2 separate regions of the Zea mays genome follow, and region 2 is linked to region 1. Evidence: chromatin contacts called from public Hi-C data. All regions are on one chromosome and are shown on one strand. Each heading gives the region's core, a stretch centred on a gene start, on an enhancer-like site or on the middle of the called end of the contact. The rest is flanking DNA. Distances are from core to core; before and after follow the strand shown.

Evidence for each region. A called contact is a pair of places that touch in the nucleus more often than the background predicts.
Region 2: a Hi-C map of leaf shows a contact between it and region 1, with 4 times the contacts expected there. The contact joins the promoter of LOC100192830 here to the promoter of LOC100285213 in region 1. A contact is called at or near these places in 4 of 25 Hi-C or Micro-C datasets (ear, leaf and tassel).

The regions. Positions count from the first base shown.
Region 1 is chr8:91,925,558-91,929,454 of Zm-B73-REFERENCE-NAM-5.0, forward strand. LOC100285213 (heat shock 70 kDa protein 4) reads left to right here and starts at 1,901. Exons shown (of 10, transcript NM_001158107.1): 1 at 1,901-2,113; 2 at 2,441-3,667. The coding sequence starts at 2,498.
Region 2 is chr8:92,058,421-92,062,317 of Zm-B73-REFERENCE-NAM-5.0, forward strand. LOC100192830 (leucine-rich repeat (LRR) family protein) reads left to right here and starts at 2,203. Exons shown (of 1, transcript NM_001138021.1): 1 at 2,203-3,897. The coding sequence starts at 2,418. The coding sequence ends at 3,662.

The DNA of each region.
Region 1 (3,897 bases), core at 651-3,150:
TTTTTTTCCTGGTCGTTTTTCCCCCGTTTATAATCAAAGCTACAGGTTTTTGTGACCTTCACTTTTTTCGTATTGGTACATTCTCTCTCTGAAGTGATTAGACATGAAGAATACATACACGTGGCTTGAAAATGCTCTAGAATCTACCATTTCCATATTTTCTGTTGTGAATTTAGAGATGTCTATAAGCACATTACAGAAATTTGTTAAATCTGAACCCAACTAAAGTTCTATAGTGTCATTTGCACTTCGGTGAGTAAGGAGAAAATGGCTTACAGGAATAATAACAGGACAAGGAACATTACAGAATTATTTGACTGTCTGTATTCACTTATTCCCTTACTGCATTTTCCAATATATATTCTTTGCAAAACTTTTAGATTCCATCGATAAATGCGTATACAATAAACGCAATTTGTAATGATTATATCTACATGCATACATACATCTTCATCATGATACACGAAATATTTAGATTACTAAAACTCTGTTTGATAGCAATAATTTTTTTTTAAAAAAACTGGTTTATAAAAATTAAGGAGGTTCCAAGCATACCAGTTTATGACTCAGTTTATAGAAATTAGATTCTCGGTTTTTTAAAATCAAGGAGCTGGTCTCTTAAAAAACTGGTTTTTTAAAAACTGGGTTTTCCAAAAAGGGTCTAAGTTCATTACTCATATTGACTTTGGATGCTGAGAAAACAAATATATAATTGCTTTTTATAAACTATAGCAACACTGACACAGATTCATAGATCAAATGTGTTATCCTTGTATATACGTATGCATGTCAACATGTATAAACATCGATACAACTATATCAACCAAGAATCACCCAAATTGTTCAGTTGCATACTCATTACGACTTCGAATGCTAATAAACCAAGCTGTATTTTGCTTTCTTGGGTTTGTGAGTCATTCATTTGTCCAGCATAAAATGAATGGGTGAAACCTCTTCTTTTATGCACAGCTCCTGCCTCCTATCAAGGTTGGGGTTTTTTCCTTCAGGTTTCTTCATATGAACAAGTGACTTTATAACTCTTATTTGAACATACGCCTGATGAAAGTTTCATATTTCCGCAGTTCCAATTTGCAAACTACAGGAATTGTAATTATGGGAAACACTATAAAGAGATCCTTAAGGCTTCAACTGATAGATTAAAGAAAGGGTTTCTCAATTATATTGTTCTCAACAAGCCTGTAGAATGGATATGCTAAATGCTCTTCTTCTTTTATCAACTAATCTATTGACCTGCAGGGTTTCAAAAAAAATCTTTTTCATTTAGCATGTAAGTTATCATTACTATTCATCCTTCCTAATTGAAATCATTTTTTTGTCCTCATAGACAATTGTAGCTCACTTTATGCACAAAGACTAACTAAGCATGGCATATGCTCTTTTATTGCTAGACACACCTTTTGTTGAGGTGTTTTTTTAGTTTATATATATTATAATAATTTCCTTGCCAGTTATCACAGCATACTAAAAAACTATAGAGTTCTAATTCAGTATGAAGATAGCTCGAGCAGATTTCACTAAAGGCATAAGGTAAGCTACACACAATATCAATGTAAGATAGCGTTCACACTGCTCATGTTATATTATTTACGACCTAAACTACTCTACTACTTCAAACAATTATATATGTATATATACCTCTCTAAGCAATAAGATTTTGTATCTTATGTAAACACGTCAAGAAACGGGGGCTCGCGCGGACCGCGAGCACTTTACTAGTGAGTCGTGAAGAGCCCAGAACGTTCTATTGTGACCTGCTTCCTGCGAGCGCGGGCCGAACACGTCAGACGAAAGAATGAACAGAACCTGGGCCAACACGTCAGTCCGAAGAACGAACAGTATCTCTGGCAACTCCTAGAACGTTCACGGCCACACCGCCACACCCACACCACACAGCAGTGCAGCACGGCGCCCCGCCCCTCGTACTCGGTGAGATATATCCCCGCCTTCCCTCGCGAAAGCTCTCGTAGAGACGACGACGACGACGACGACGACGACGACGCGAGAAGTCGAGGCGCCGCTGCTTGCTAGGACCGAGCTTCAGGAAGTCTCCAACGGCCCCGGCGCCGGCACGGCCTGCCCCGCGCCGCCACAGGTACCATTCGATCTCTCCGCCTTCCGGTCTCTGCGTCCTCCCGGTCGACCTACATAATCATGCAGTTTTCTCTGCCTTCGGATTCTTTTTAGCGTTTTAAAACCGCGTTTTATATATGTTTTTTTAGATTTAGCCGAGGGTTGGGATTTGGGGGTTTCAGTGGTTTTAGGTCGGGTTTAGTGGCGCTTTTGGATTGAAAAATCGATTTCCTCTGTACATCATTTCTGTGGCCGAGGAGGACACGGTTGACGGTTTCACGGTTATATGCCAATAATTATTGTGATGCGGCTAGCGGACCTAACTGCTAGATCTGGCTGCTGTTTGCAGGGATTGATTGTGATCAGATCTATTCTGTAGTGGTCAGCGGCTGAGGGTGAACCGAAGATGAGCGTTGTGGGATTCGATCTCGGCAATGAGAGCTGCATTGTGGCAGTCGCGCGGCAGCGCGGCATCGACGTGGTCCTCAACGATGAGTCCAAACGCGAGACACCCGCCATCGTCTGCTTCGGGGACAAGCAGCGGTTCATCGGTACGGCGGGCGCCGCGTCCTCAACCATGAACCCCAAAAACTCCATTTCTCAGATCAAGCGCCTGCTCGGCCGCAAGTTCTCCGACCCCGAGCTCCAGAGTGATCTCGCGTCCTTCCCGTTCCGTGTCACGGAGGGCCCCGATGGATTTCCCTTGGTACATGTGCGGTTCCTGGGCGAGGAGCGGACGTTTACCCCCACCCAGCTGCTTGCCATGGTGCTGTCCAATCTGAAGGGCATTGCTGAGGGGAACCTTAAGACTGCGGTTGTTGATTGCTGCATTGGCATCCCTGTGTACTTCAGTGATTTGCAGCGCAGGGCTGTTCTTGATGCTGCTACTATTGCAGGCCTCACGCCGTTGCAGCTATTTCATGAGACAACTGCCACGGCATTGGCTTATGGCATTTATAAGACTGACCTCCCGGAGCATGACCAGCTAAACGTTGCATTTGTTGATGTCGGCCATGCTAGCTTGCAGGTCAGCATTGTCGGTTACAAGAAGGGACAGCTCAAGATGCTTTCGCATGCATATGACCGTTCTCTTGGTGGGAGGGACTTCGATGAGGCCCTCTTCAAGCACTTCGCGGCGAAGTTCAAAGAAGAATATAAGATTGATGTTTACCAGAATGCCCGTGCATGCCTTAGGTTGCGTGTGGCGTGTGAGAAGCTTAAGAAGATGCTGAGCGCCAACCCAGAGGCCCCACTGAACATTGAGTGCTTGATGGATGAGAAAGATGTGAGAGGGTTTATTAAGAGAGAGGAGTTTGAACACATCAGTGCACCTGTGCTGGTACGTGTCAAAGGACCCTTGGAGAAGGCCTTGGCTGAAGCTGGCTTGACAACTGAAAATGTGCACTTTGTTGAGGTTGTCGGATCTGGTTCTCGTGTTCCAGCCATAATCAAGATAATCACTGATTTTTTTGGGAAGGAGCCGAGACGAACCATGAATGCAAGCGAGTGTGTTGCGCGGGGCTGTGCTCTCCAGTGTGCTATTCTCAGCCCCACTTTCAAAGTGCGGGAATTCCAGGTATAATCTCATTTTTTTTCTTCCTATGTTGTTTTAAGCTATGGCAGGGTTAGATTATTCTAGTGCCGGTCTATATGATAGACTGTCGTCTATGCTCCGTTGAAACTAATGGGGATACTGCAATACTTGCATAACGACATACACATTATGGCTTGGAAAGCTGTTTGTTGCTGCCCACTCTGACTTGCTAATGTTTAGAAAAATGTGTGCCACTGGAACTACAAGTTCAA
Region 2 (3,897 bases), core at 953-3,452, 130 kb after region 1:
TGCTAGTTGGACGAATGGATTCATCGGTGTATTATAACACAGTGTAAACAACAGAGTATATCAGTAAGAGCATGTAAGCAGGTACCAATTCCAACCAATCGCACATGGATGTACTAGATCGAGATATCGAGTCTGATTCTACAGGCAAGAAAAACATGCGAGACCAAGAATGCATGTGATCCAGAGACCAAGAAAAACATGCGTGGCCATGAAAATCTACGCGGAGGTGTGCGTGCAGGCGATCTCGACGAGCACACGGTTCTCAGGCTATCTGCACTCATACAACTCTAAATTTCTACTCTAAAAAGAATATTCTGTACTTGTCAGCAAGGTTCTCTACTCTATACCATAAACCTCCGCAGTCATATTTATTCCATATCTCAACTCTATACCAACTACTACGTATTATATCATTTTTTAATTCTCTCCTATGTACACGTGACTGCGTTTTTGCTGGCCAACCTCACGGCACAGTGGATAGCGCACTGCATCCGTACAACGCTTGATATAACGCTCCTCCACTGCCACTGTAAAATAGCGCACTCCATGCAGTCTCCGCTGCAGAAGGTGTTTTACGCTATAGTGGATAGCGCAGGCCATGCAGTCTTCGACTGCGTACAGCCTCAGGCTTCCACTTACGTGCCGCCTCATTAGCCATCATCGCATCACGCTCCGCTGGGTCGAGCGTCCACAGGATCACAACCCTTTGGTCCCATCACAACCCAGTCATAGAGAGAGAGAGAGATTTGGAGACGATTCATGCAGAGGAAGATGCCCGCGCATGTGGCAATGATCATTGGTGGGTCACTTTACCTCGAAGTCACCGGAGATCTCGTTTGTGATGGAGCAAAGGAGTTCCTCGTCGTAGGCCTCGGCGTAAGCGCGGTGGATGGCATGGCACTACGTGGCATCGTGGTGACCGAGGATGGAGATGATGGGCGCCTCATTCGTGCCTCCACCCTGCAAGCGAGGGGGGCAACAAACGCACCGTCAGACGGGAGGAACAATGGAGACGGTGGAGGTTGAGGGTGATGACGGCGGCGGATTATGTTAGAGCAGTTGGGGCGCGTGGGATGGTTGTGGTGGGGTCTCACAATATGGTCGCGGGTCGCGGTTGACCGAGTGGATGCGGTGGTAATGAGGGAGCGGGTCGTGGTGTAAACCATCGTAAACGTTTGTGTAACTAATCGTAAAATCTATTGATATCATGTTGGTGGTTCAGGGGGTGGTGCGTCTGGATTAGTGGGTCGATCGTTCGGATTAGATGACTAGGACTTTCTCTAGCTAGAGAGAGCCCAGGGCTACATATATATATATATATATATATATATATATATATATATATACCAGATGCAAACTCATTTCGTTGTGGCCTTTCACATTAATGAGCTACAGAACCACATCTATAAGGACACAAGTTACAACCGCTTGGTACTGATTGTAACTTCTGTCCATGTGGACCTATCGTTTATAAATGTGAGGGTTGCAATGGAATGAGTTTGCATCTACTATGCATAGTGGCGACGATGGGCTCTAAATTTTGACACTATAAAATGTTAGGATCGAGCCATATTTCTATTTATTTTTCAACTAAAACTAATTTAGGGCCCTAGCAATTTATGAATAAACATTTGAATTACGATCCATTACCACCCCTAATTATGCATAGACTTTGTTTCCCCATAAGGACTGGTTTGGTAGAAATCTTTTGTAGCAATCATATCCTTGATGGTGGACTCAAAAACGATGCACCACCATGTAGTACAAAATAGTGTTTTAAACGTCGTTGTTGCTGCTCCCGGTGCGGCCTATCTTTCAGATTATAAAGGGTTGCAGGAATTATGGTTTGCATCTGGGTTGTATGGGATTTTTTTCTGATTAGTGACAAGGAAATTAGATATGATTGAGAGGGAGAAAATGCCTTGTTAATGTCATTAAACCGGAATAGCCGAGAATTTCCTCCCATCAAATACTCTCACATTCCTTTGTCAAACCAGCACTAGAGAGATAACTAGCAGGTAGACGAAGGGAGTTGGAAATCAAAAGTAAACCCACCCGATCGCCGCCATAATTACCGTACGGTTCCTCCTCCTCGGCACCTCCCGTGTGCAAGTGGCAGGGCCAGACACGGCGGGGGCCCCGGCATTACTCCCCCGCCATAAATTCTCCGCCGCCGCACAAGGCAGAACGGAAGAGGTGTCCCCGCTCCGCGCCCAGCGGTAACCCCACCCAACCCCTGTGAGCTGTGACACAGCTGTACTCCTCTCCCCACTCCAGGCGCTCACACTCACATCCCCTTCCCTCCACAGGAATCCGCCGCCACAATCCCCTCCGCTCCACATTGTGGGATTGAGCCGAACACAAGCACCCTCCTCCCCGAAACCTCTTCTTTGCCCTGCTTTCGGTGGTATGGTGCGATGATGACTAGGGAGGCTGTGCTGTTGTCCCTCCTCTTCTGCCTCGCCGCTGCCGGCGAGGCAGTGTCACTGGTGAGCCAGGGCGAGGCGGCGGAGCTGGCGGTGTCGGTGGACCCGTCGTGGCGCTTCCCCAGCCAGCGGCTGCGGGACGCGTACTTGGCGCTGCAGACGTGGAAGCAGCAGGCCATCTTCTCCGACCCCAGGGGCTTCACCGCCGACTGGGTGGGCCCGGGGGTCTGCAACTACACTGGGGTCTTCTGCGCGCCGCTGCCGCGGGGGGTGCCGGGCGCCGGGGAGCTCTCCGTCGCGGGCGTCGACCTCAACCACGGCGACATCGCGGGCTACCTCCCGACGGAGCTCGGCCTCCTCGCCGACCTCTCGCTGCTCCACCTCAACTCCAACCGTTTCTGCGGCCTCGTGCCCGCCACGCTCCGCCGGCTCCGCCTCCTCGTCGAGCTCGACCTCAGCAACAACCGCCTCGTCGGGCCGTTCCCGGCCGTCGTTCTCGACCTCCCGGCGCTCAAGTTCCTCGACCTCCGCTTCAACGAATTCGAGGGCGCCATCCCGCCGGAGCTCTTCGACCGCCCGCTCGACGCCATCTTCCTCAACCACAACCGCCTCCGCTCGCCGCTCCCCGACAACTTGGGCAACTCGCCGGCCTCCGTCATCGTGCTCGCCGACAACAGCTTTGGCGGATGCCTCCCGGCCAGCATCGGCAACATGTCCGGCACGCTCAACGAGATCCTCCTCATCAACGACGGTCTCGACTCCTGCGTCCCGCCAGAGGTCGGCTTGCTCCGGGAGGTGACCGTCTTCGACGTTAGCTTCAACTCTCTCGTCGGCCCGCTGCCGCAGCAGGTGGCCGGGATGCGCAAGGTGGAGCAGCTGGACGTCGCGCACAACCGCCTGTCGGGGTCCGTCCCGGAGGCCATCTGCGACCTTCCGCGCCTCAAGAACCTCACCATCGCATACAACTTCTTCACCGGCGAGCCGCCGTCCTGCGCGCGCGTGGTGCCACGAGGCGGCGACACGAAGAATTGCCTACCCAGCCGCCCCGCGCAGCGCACGCCGCAGCAGTGCGCCGCGTTCTACTCGCAGCCGCCCGTCGACTGCGCCTCTTTCCAGTGCAAGCCGTTTGTCCCTGTTCCGCCATTGCCGCCGCCGCCGCCATCGTACCCCGGCCCCTTGCCACCGGTATACCCCATGCCGTACGCATCGCCTCCGCCACCTGCGCATTACCGATGATTCGCTGCGGGAGAGAAGCAATATCACTTTCACCTTAAATTCGCCACCGCCGCTGCGCTGGACAAAGTTCGCCGTCACAATTGTATGTGGTCAGTCATTGTTGTGCTTAGATTAGTAGTGTTCTTGATTGATAGCTACTGGCATATAGAAGTTTATTATTATAAGGTGCATATATCGTCCTTGCTTTTGCATTGGTCGTTCTCTGTTTTTCGCGTCGATCGGGGTTTGCGTCACG